Linked DNA regions of Mus musculus: all the other regions are linked to region 2. A link is a contact called in public HiCAR-type and promoter capture Hi-C data. All regions are on one chromosome and are shown on one strand. The core of a region is the stretch at or near the end of the contact, and the rest is flanking DNA. Distances in the headings are between cores, read along the strand shown.

The links. Promoter capture Hi-C pulls out the DNA fragments that hold promoters and counts their contacts. HiCAR-type assays count read pairs that join an accessible place to other places.
Region 1: a contact with region 2 is called in a HiCAR-type map of astrocytes, with 4 times the contacts expected there. The contact joins the promoter of Angpt1 here to the promoter of Oxr1 in region 2. A contact is called at or near these places in 7 of 39 promoter capture datasets (the 3T3-L1 cell line, 3T3-L1-derived adipocytes, embryonic stem cells and 4 more) and 1 of 115 datasets of contacts at active chromatin or transcription factors (astrocytes).
Region 3: a promoter capture Hi-C map of pre-B cells shows a contact between it and region 2. The contact joins the promoter of Eif3e here to the promoter of Oxr1 in region 2. A contact is called at or near these places in 1 of 39 promoter capture datasets (pre-B cells) and 1 of 9 other capture datasets (liver).

What each region holds. Positions count from the first base shown.
Region 1 is chr15:42,675,599-42,679,016 of GRCm38.p6, reverse strand. Angpt1 (angiopoietin 1) reads left to right here and starts at 2,040. Exons shown (of 9, transcript NM_009640.4): 1 at 2,040-2,852. The coding sequence starts at 2,556.
Region 2 is chr15:41,445,834-41,449,493 of GRCm38.p6, reverse strand. It overlaps Oxr1 (oxidation resistance 1), which reads right to left and starts at 2,012. Exons shown (of 17, transcript NM_001130166.1): 1 at 1,905-2,012.
Region 3 is chr15:43,280,489-43,284,309 of GRCm38.p6, reverse strand. Eif3e (eukaryotic translation initiation factor 3, subunit E) reads left to right here and starts at 1,574. Exons shown (of 13, transcript NM_008388.2): 1 at 1,574-1,707. The coding sequence starts at 1,618.

The DNA of each region.
Region 1 (3,418 bases), core at 791-3,290, 1.2 Mb before region 2:
CAATTCCCCTTTATTTGTTCAGATTGCAGAGTTCACATGGACAGCAGGTTCTGACACAGAGAACAGACTTCCAACCGTCATGGCCATTTGGAAACACAGTGGCGCTGTAATAGAGACCTCACCACTCCTCCATTATCTCCCTGCCAGTTTTCAGCTGTATTTAGTTTTTAACAAAGCACTTACAGGTGTTGTTTTTGGACACTCGTCTCTATATGGATGGTTTTTTTTTTTTCAATATAAGCATTGCTGGAAAGCAATACTTTCTCAATCTGCTTCATCCTTGTGGTTGTATAGGGGATGCCCATCACTGGGTGGAGGGGGGGGGGGCTGCAGAGAAGCAATTACATCATATCTGTGCTGAGAAAATAGTTCAGTTAATAGAATGTCTGCCTAGCTTACAGGAAGCCTTGGGTTCAATTCCCAGCACTACACATATATTAGGTGTGTTGATATAGGAGCAGCGGGTAGAAGCATGGATATCAGAAGTTCATGGTCATCCTAGCTACATGAGTTACTTTTTAAAAATAAATAGGTAAACTAGATAATTCTCTTTCCTGGGTGCCATTAAGCTTTGAGTGGCTAACTTTTGAGGGTTTTTTTTATTTTTGTTTTTGTTTTTTTCCTTTCAGAGATTGTCAAAGACAGTTAGGTTCAGAGCCCAAAGAGTTAAACATAATACCTATGTCTTGGGTTTGTTGCCATGATTAAATGACATAATACATAAGGAGTGCTTAAAGTGAGGTGATAAATAACAAACTCTCAAGTGGCATTATCGCTGCCTAAGAGCAACCTTTCCTATGACTCTTATATGTAATGTGGCAAGTCTCTTGCAGGGTCAGAGAACTTTGCTCCTATGTTTGGCATAATGTATCAATCTGCCCAGAAGCCTGTTATTTGGTGTGGAAAGGACCAACGAATCTCATCACTGTTTGTTTACTGTAAGCAAACCACCTCCTCTCTGGAGTCAGTTTTGACCTCTGCTTTCCTTCCTAAAGATGCATCTGTAGCCACCACTGCCCTTACCCACTGCTCTGCCCCCATTCCAGGACTCAAGAGTCATGCTGTGGCTTCTGTTTGTATACATGCCTGAGAGCAGAGGCTCTTTCACTTCCAAAGCCCACGAAGTTCCTAATGAAAATCCTGCATGTACACACATCCAGTATCCTGATTCCACCCTAAATTCTGTAATCATCTCCTGGTCTTTGCACTTGACTGTACCTTTATTCAAATATTTATATTCTGTACTTAGGAAAGCACCTTCGGATCATATGGCTTTCTTTCTTAATAAAAATCGCAGAGGTTTCGCTTGTGTAAGCCATTGGCACACCTGATACACGCTTGTTCTCAGATGGTTTGACTCTGTAGCCACAAAGGATGTGTGTGGAATTTCCATACCAGTGTTAAAGGCAGCCATAGCAATGCCAGAGGTTCTTGTGAAATATATGATTAGCATGTACCACAGGAATTAATAATTCTCAGGCCACTGTCTTAAACTGTAACCACATTGTTGTTGTAGGGAAGTTGCTCAATTTATACTCAGAGAATGTGAACAGCTGCGTTCTGACCAAGAAACCAGCGTCATTTAAAATCCATATCCCAAAAGGTGCTTTCAAAATACTACTTAGTATGCACATGATATGTTGCTTTGAGTGACAAATTATGGTAATTTCCTTGATAATTTGATCCTTTGATTCTTTTATTCTCCTTAAAGCCTATGTAAATACAAAGGGGAGAATGCCATTTCTAAAAATAGTTTTTAAATGTCTTTTCTGGAGTAATTTTTTAAATTTAATAATTTTATACAATTATAAAAAAATCCATTGGAGATTGTGCCAAATTAGGGTTCCTCAATTAAACAATAACTTTGAAAACATACTTCTAGCTTGCTTAGATGTTAGTAGGTCAGCAAGCACACCCGAACCTATTAAGGTGGACTGCTCTGTTTATTGATTTTCCGTGCATCTGCTAAGGACTCAAGGCAATTGTCTGCGGAAGGGGGCGGGAGGCCCATACATGATCGAGGTCATGCGCATCTAGCCAATTTGTAAGCCGATCCGCCGCCCAAAGCCATCAGCAATCCTTAGCATAGGGGCACACTCATGCATTCCTGTCAAGTCATCTTGTGAAGGCTGCCTGCTTCCAGCTTGGCTTGGATGTGCAACCTTAATAAAACTCACTGAGGTCTGGGAGAAAATAGCAGATCTGCTGCAGATAGGGTAGAGGAAAGGGGCTAGAATATGTACTCGCAGCTGACGCGGGCAGGCTCCACGCTGAACGGTTACACAGAGAGGAAACAATAAATCTAAGCTACTATTGCAATAAATATCTCAAGTTTTAACGAAGGAAACTATCATTACAGTTAAAATTTTTTAAAGTAACGCTTTTTTAGAACAAAGCTAACAAATGGCTAGTTTTCTGTGGATCTTCTTCAAACGCTTTCTTTAACGGGGAAAGAGTCAAACAAGCAGTTTTACCTGAAATAAAGAACTAGTTTAAAGGTCAGAAGAGAAGAGCAAGCTTTGCAGGAGGCACGGAAGGCAAGCGCTGGCAGTACAATGACAGTTTTCCTTTCCTTTGCATTCTTCGCTGCCATTCTGACTCACATAGGGTGCAGCAACCAGCGCCGAAATCCAGAAAACGGAGGGAGAAGATATAACCGGATTCAACATGGGCAATGTGCCTACACTTTCATTCTTCCAGAACACGACGGGAACTGCCGTGAGAGTGCGACAGAGCAGTACAACACCAACGCTCTGCAAAGGGATGCTCCACACGTGGAGCCGGATTTCTCTTCCCAGAAACTTCAGCATCTGGAGCATGTGATGGAAAATTATACTCAGTGGCTGCAAAAAGTAAGTGATCGCTTTCGGTTTCTAATTGCTCTGAGCTTTTCCCTTCCCTCTCTGCAGGGAGCTCAGAGTTCCGTAGGGGGCATTTGTGTTTACCTTTTGCTCCGGGGGGCAGTGTTTGCAAAAGAAAAAAGGCTCCCTCTCTGGACTCAACTTCCTGGGTAAGCCAAGGGTCCTGGGCTTGTGGGAACCTCTGATCCTGTAGCTTCCTAAATGTGCGTCTAACATTAGCAAATTTTATGCCAACCCTGTTGTTTTTTAAAGTTTATCTTAGGCATTTTGACTGTCAAAGCCCAACTTTGAAAAAGTAAGCGCGCACTTCTTGGACAAGGTGGTGTAAAAGGAAATCATAATGGTGATATTAACAGAGGTTCAAATGGAATGTACAGCAAGGAGTTTTGTGAGTTGCCATGGGAAATCTTCATAAAATGCTTACCCCCACCAACTTTTAATAAAAGTATGCAATGAGAATAAGTATAAAGTACCCATATTGTCTTCGTTTAGAAAGATTGTATTTGTAAGTTAAAGGAACTTAACTTCACAAGTGGTATATGAGGACTGACATCTGA
Region 2 (3,660 bases), core at 763-3,262:
CTTCAGCTTCATTTCCTACTCCAACAGTGCAGCTTTAAAAGCTGCCCACCAACAAACCATGCTCAGCTAGACAGAGCTTGAGAAGACGTGGTCGTGGTGACACCCACCTCTTCATTGCCATTTCTCAACCTGGAACCTGCAGATTCTTCTTGATTCATGTAGCTGGTGGGTAAAATCTCTGCTAGTCAAATGGACATTTTATTTTGCAACATAATTTCCGATGCTTATTGAACTAATCTGGTCTTTCCCTTCGTAAGTCATTGATTTGCATGCCTGGAACTGAGAGGAAGCCCCCCCACCCCCCTTCAAAACACAGGTAAGTAATGGTCACTGTTCCCAACCTACTCACTGCCTCTCCCAGTCCATTTGAAGCTACCTGCTTACGGAATCCACAGATGTTATGATCATCATGTCCTTTGAGAAGGCCCCATGATTCCAGAGCCCCTGTGACATCAGGGACTTCTCAGATTCCTTCCCTGAGTAGAAAGATGGGAACAACCCTGCCTGAGATGCATCCTCTAAGCACAGAAATCAGGGGAGACAAACAGCATCAGGTTTCAAATAAAAGGTAACCAGAGGGAGGCTATGGAAACCCATCACTGGGCCAGAAAGAATGTAACCAGCAAAAGGAGGCAGAAGACATACTGGAAGCGGAAGCACGTTTCCCTTAATCCTGTCCTGGACCACGTCCAGAGTCCTGATCTCCCAGTCGTGGAGACAGACTGCACAGCTCGGAGGACCCCTGGCCTGCACCACGCACCTGCAAAGCGCATGCATGTACACCCCCTGCTGCGTGTTGCACGCTGCAGACTTCTACCTTACTAACCAGCCCAAAACACAAATTCCCCCTCCCCATAGGAGACTAGGGATCCCCTTGGCCTAGAACACACACCACTCCCCCTCTGTGTAACGCACAAACCCAGCCCCACATTGCTTAAAAGGAACCCGGATACACAATCCGGTAAGCGAAAGCACTGGTGGCTCCCCTTAAGTGACTACCTTCCTCCCTGCTTCATCTCTGTCCAGGATCCTAGGAGCCTCCAAACCAGATAGGAGATGGAAGAGGAACCTCAGAGAAGTACCTCTAAACCTCTACCATGGGACTTGACTCACGGAAGCCTCCAACCCTATGCACAGGTTTGCAACTCCCCTTCCTCCCTATCCTAGGCATGAATCTACCCCACTCCCTGCTCACATTCCCCCATATCCCTCATCACCTTTCCAGCCCTCCCTTCCAGGCCACTTTCTAAACCCGCTGGTTCTCACAACGTGTTGCCTCACACACTCCCTCCGGAGGCTTGAATTAAATCTGCCTCTTTCCATCATATCTACCTAAGCTTGTTCTGATTCCCCGAATTAACCAAGTTCACCCGCCCATCAGGCGCCCACTGACCCTTCCACTGGCGTCCTTTACTCTCCTACAAATCCGCTTTTCACACGCCCCACTTTCCATCTATCTCCCCTTCTGTCATCCTGGTTCAGGACACACCGCCCTTCTATTTTGCTCTCTGACCCTCTGTCAGTCCTAGGGACACCACTTTCCCTTTTTGGCTGTTCCCAGGCAGGTCCCTGCTCTCCAAACCTTCCCTTCCCCATCGGGCACTAGCCGGCTCCTGGCCTGCCGGGTCCGCTCCCTCATCCGCGGTCCTTCTTCCTTCCAGAGTGACCCACACCTGAACCCTGAGCCAGTCCTACCCTCCGGGGTCTGCTCATTATAGCTTTTGCTAGAGCATCCTTGTAAGCAGGAGCTCTCTACCTGCCCAGCGGTTGGGAGAAGCGCGGGACTCCGGAGGCAGAAGGCTGCCCGCTCTCCGGGTGTCCAGGCGCTCTTCCCGCTCGCCATCCCCAGCTCCCCCAGCGCCTAGCCCTCGCCCCGGCGGCGCCCAGCAGCCGCACAAACTTACTTGCGGGTCGGCGGGAGGGGGCTGCGGCGAGCGGTGCGAGCCCCGTAGCGGCGAGTGCGCCCCTCTCGGTGGGGCCGGGCGGCGCTGGCACTGCGCTCCCGCGGCCGCGCGCGGACTGCGCTCAGCCTGACGCAGCCCAGCTCTGCCCCCACCGCCGTCGCCGCCGCCGGGGCCGCGGAGCGCTTGCAGACTTGCTCAGTTTCCGGACCTGCCCGCGTGGAAGCTACCAAGAGCCATCCGCGGCGGGGGAGGCGGCGCCGAGCTGCAGAGCGACGGCCACGAGCTGGAGGCGACCACGCCGGCGGCTCCGGGAAAAGGGGGGGCGAAGCCCTGCTAAAAATAGCTCCTGCGGAAGGAAGCTACCGGCTGCCAGCGCACCCCCTTTCCGCGCGTCCCCGCAGCGAACTCTCGGGCTCCGGGAGCTGGCGTCCTCCTGGACCCCTGCCCTGGGAAACCGTGCCCCAAGAACAGACACCTGCCAGGGTAGCCAGAGCAGAGTCCCAACTCCAGGCTGCGGGGTATGGCACCCCTTCCCGTCCCCGGTCCCCAGAGCTGCCCAGCAGCCCTAGCCTCAGGGCCTTAGACAGAGACATCGAGAAGATACTGGTCTGAAATTATGGGAAAGCTCCTCTGCTACTGACTTACCAAGAGGAAGAAAAAAGTTTTCAGGGTTATTCTGGTGGAATTGGAACGAGAAATCAAGGAAGGCGGGCAAAATACAAAGATCTGGCCAAAGGGTGAAGGTATGGGGCTGTGGGTTGAAAGGGGCTCTGGAAAGATCTCCTTAAATACAAGAGTAGGCTGGGCTTCTCCCCGACTTCTATTTCCGCAGGATTTTACATAATTAGTTGACACTCAGCCTGACCTTGGAGGCACTGTTCCTGTTGCCTGAACTGTAATTTACTTTCCCTGCCTGCTGCCTTCTACTTCCACCGCTCCCACCTTTCCAACTCTGCCTGGGAAATTATGAGAGAGGAGTAGGGGTAGGGGCCAAAGTACAACTAGGTAGACTGGACCTCGGCCCTTTCTTGAAGGAAGTCGGTCCCTTTGCCAAGATGAGACTGCATCAATCCGACCAGCAAATCAGCCCAAAGGCCTCTCAAAACCTGGTAGTGAGTGGGTTCTCACTATTAATCTCCAGGATACCCCACCTCAATTGCTGACAACTAGTGTTATCTCTTCTCTCCTTTGAAAGTGAAACGTCCATCAGTCTGTAAAACGAAAGCCAAGAGGAAAGGGGAGGAGGAAATATTTATACTGAAAAGGAAAAGAAATGAATTTGAGAAAAGCATAGTGATGTACATGCATTTCGTAATGAAACCCATTATTTTTTACCCTGAAAAAATCAATAAAGATTTCAATTATAAGAATGAGATGTTCACATATTTCCTGGGTCAAGTTATAGTTTTAGCTTTTTCTCTGGAAGTCACCAAATTAGATTCATCAGTTAAGAATTCATTGCTTTTATTTGACAGAAGAGGACGTTGAAGCCTGGAGACAACTGTTGCCTGAAATAATACCTAATTGAACCCAAAATCTGCCGGATGAGAAATTACCCAAGTTTAAATATAACCTATTATTTCCTGAAATCCATAGCTGTAGTTAGAGTAAGAAATCAGGAAACTAGGCGCAGTTTTCAGTGCAGCTAATGAATTTGGTAATCTTGTTTTCTCTACTTGTAAGAAGGAAATCCAGAGCCTAGATTTTGCGTTCTCTTGAAAGTGACTATTTTATCCCAGTTCATTTATGTCTTTTG
Region 3 (3,821 bases), core at 325-2,824, 1.8 Mb before region 2:
ATGAGTAGATTTTTTCATCCACAACTAATTGAAAGAGTCCATGTAAAGGTCATCAATAGGATAGGATGTGCCAGGAAGAAATGACCAGAGTCAAATATTAACAGGAGAAAATTGTTGTGGATAATTTAAGTAAATGTAAATAAATAAATGGCTGTGAACAATTTAAATACAAATGTAGGCTTTATTTATTGCCATGAGCTATCAGAGCTGTTTTACTTAACTAAATGCTTCTTGGATCCTCTGGTGCTTCCCTCCTTCATCCAGGTTATATTAGTTAGGGTTTTCTAGAGAGAGACTGGTTGAATGCGTGTTATGGTTTGTATACGCTCAGCCCAGGGAGTAGCACTATTAGAATCTGTGGCCCTGTTGGAGTAGGTATGTCAGTGTTAGTGTGAGCTTTAAGACCCTCATCTTAGCTGACAAGAAGCCAGTATTCTGCTAGCAGTCTTCAGATGAAGAGGTAGAACTTTCAGATCCTCCTGAACCAAACCTGCCTGGGTGCTGCCATGTTCCTGCCTTGATGATAATAGACTGAAACTCAGAACCTGTAAGCCAACCCCAATTCAATGTCCTTAATAAGAGCTGCCTTGGTCATGGTGTCTGTTTACAACAGTAAAACCCTAAGATGTGTGTGTGTGTGTGTGTCTGTGTGTGTGTGTGTGTGTGTGTAAATTGGATTTATTTGAATGGATTACAGGTTATAGTCTATTCCAAAAATGTCTGTCTCCCAATGAAAAGTCTAAGAATATAGTAGCTGTTCAATTAAGGCTGGATGTCCTAGGTGATCTTCAGTATAAGCTGGAATCCAGGAGAACTAGGTTTTAATGTCAGCGAAAGAATGAACTTGCCAGGGAGAACAAGGGCAAGCTAGCAAAGGGCTTAATCTTCTTTTTCTATACTTAGCCTGCCTAAAGGTCCAGATTAAAGGTGGATCTTCTCATCTTAGTGATATGGATTTAAGATAGGTCTTATCTTAAATAGCTTAATTAAGAAAAATCTCTCACAGATGTACCTAACTGCTTGTGATTTTGTTAGATTCCAAATGTAGTCAAGTTGACCACCATAAATAGCCATCACATATATTTCAGTGATCTAGTTTCTAGGCTTGATCATACTTGCCCCCATTTGTGTAAGGTGAATTACCTAGATTTAACCTCCCTCACCTCTCTTTCAAACACTCTTTCAGCTTAATTTTATGCATGGTTTTCAGTTCCATTAGTAAGTTACCCAGAGTTAATAGTGTATTGCTTTAGTACTGATCTTTGAGACCTAGTTGTAGTTTCAAATATGTACTCTTTCCACGTAGATGTCAGGCAGGCTATACTTCGTCTACTTATGTGTAAAACTAAACTCTTGGGTTCTTTCCTCCTTAAAACTAGCTTTTCTTTATTGGTACAAGAAGCGACAGAACTTCCAAACAAGAGAAATTATGTGCAAAGTTTGAGCCCCACCCAGAAGGCGTGGGGAGGGAGGGAGAGGCCACCACGCGCAACTGCTGCCGTTGTCATCAGCACGCTTGGGCGGGGCCACTACTGCACATGCGCAGTGCGGGGCCTGTCCGCCTCTCGGAGCTGTCAATAAAGTTTTAGCGAACAAGCGCTCCTTTCCCCCGGCAAGATGGCGGAGTACGACCTGACTACTCGCATCGCGCATTTTCTGGATCGGCACCTGGTCTTTCCGCTTCTTGAGTTTCTCTCTGTGAAAGAGGTGAGGAAGCTTTGAGAAGGAGGACGGCGTAGGGACGAGAGAGGCGCCTGGAGACGCGGGGAGGCGGCGGCAGGGCCTACACACGTGCGAGCCGGAAGCCGGCTTGGGCCGCCCTGACAGACACGGGCTGGGCCCTGGGACAGCAGCTTCCCGCGTATCGTAGCGCTGTCGGGGTGCTCGGGGCGGTGGGACTCGGCTGTGCGTCCGGAGGGGTGAGGTGACAGCGCGGGGTTCTGGCGACGCCGGGGTCTTTGCTTCCTGGCCCGAGGCTCAGGATCCTGCGGGCGGCCATGTCTGTTTTTGCCTGAAGCTGCGTTGGCTGAGCGAGTGCTTTGGGCTCGCCACGGATGCTATTGGAAATTTCAGTTTTCTTTTTAGAAATTGAGTCTATGGCCTTGGATTTGGGTTGTGTTCAGAATCCCATTACAAGATTCTCTTACATTTCAGGCATTCTAATTTCCTTGAAGTTGTGGATACTTTGCTGTGAATTTCCTGGTCATCGATAGATATTTATTTCATAGGAATGTAGCGTACTTTGTCAGATGAGAGTGAGGACCAAGAATAACCCACAAGCTGCAATGTAAACTTTGTTTTTAGTGTTGATGTTCAGACTTAACGAAGTATGATTCAGTCATAAATGTTCAATGAGATGTCCTAAGTATGTAGTTTGGGGACTTAATACGTTTCAGTCCTGAATTTAGGAGTTTGTTTGGGGGTACTGAGAAGAAGTATTGGATTAGAACTATTATGGCTAACTATATATTGGCTTTATGGAGAAATTGATGCATTTTACTAATTACAGTAAGTAAAGTGTAAGGCTAGAATTTTGTCTAGCAGAGTTAGTAAGTTGTGCTTTCTGGACACAGATTATAACAGGGAACTGCAGATTCAGGGGCAGGTATTTTGTGTTCACTGGCAGTTTTCTAAAAAGTCTAGTAAAACTGTTTTGATGACATATATACGCTTCCAGATAGCTACGGTTTATATGACAGGTATAGTATTTATATTCATAGGAAGTTTTCTAAACAAGTGTATTGTCAGCAGGGAACAGCAAAATTAATTTTCAATAAATGCTGAAGAATGTCTTGACAGGTGGGTCATGAGCTTGATGGATATATTCTTTTTGCATTGAATTTTGTAGTCTGCACACTAGAGAGAAAAAGTTCTGACTGTCTTTTGTTTCATTTTCTGAGTATATGATATATATATATATAGATAGACAGATACAGATATAGATATATACATATTGAAGTCTCTCACCTTGCTAGTGTAGCAGAGATATTTTAGATCTGCCTGAACTTAATATTTTTGTGTTTTTTAATGCATTTATGTTTTTAAGGGAAGAATGTGTAAGTGTAGATTGTTTATTCATAGGCAAGGCTATAACTGAGACTCGGGAAACATCTAAAAGAATGTTATTACCGGGGTAGTACGGTGGCTTTAATACTTCAAGAGGAAGACCGTTCCTAAATATTGAGACATAAACTATGAAAAATCCAAGCTAAATCTCCAGCATCTCACCATTGAAAAATGTAACCTTTTTATAGATTGATGTGTCTGTAAGGTAAAAATGATACATATCAGGCAAGTATTGACTAAATACTGTTAAAATTCAAGAATTTCTGTTAACCATTAGTGGGCAAAAAAAGTACTTTGAAAGGGGGAATTGAGTCTTGGAAGCTAGGTAATTAGGACAGAGGCAGTGGTCATGATGTTTGCCATTACTGATACATTTGTATATTGGAGTATAAAAGTTCCAGGAGAGAAAAACTGGTTTCTAATCTAGGTTCTCCACATGGCCTCAGCACTTGAAATAGTTCTGCATAAAGGCTTTTAATAATCATTGAATAGTTAAATGAATTATGAATTTGCATGTCACAGTTTATTGTGTGAAGTGTCAGGTTAGAGGGTGAGTGCCAAGATAAGAAGAGTGGGTTTTGAATTTGGGCATGGGTTAGGATCGTCCTCTGTCTCGATTCCTCTGCACTTCAGAGGTTTGTTTTGTTTTGTTTCTGGTTTTGTTCTTTTGTTTTTTCTATTTTAACCAGCTTCTCAGTCATTCTACCTCTCAGTGTAAGCTCTGTTCACCTGATTTGTCTGACTGTTGTGGAGGG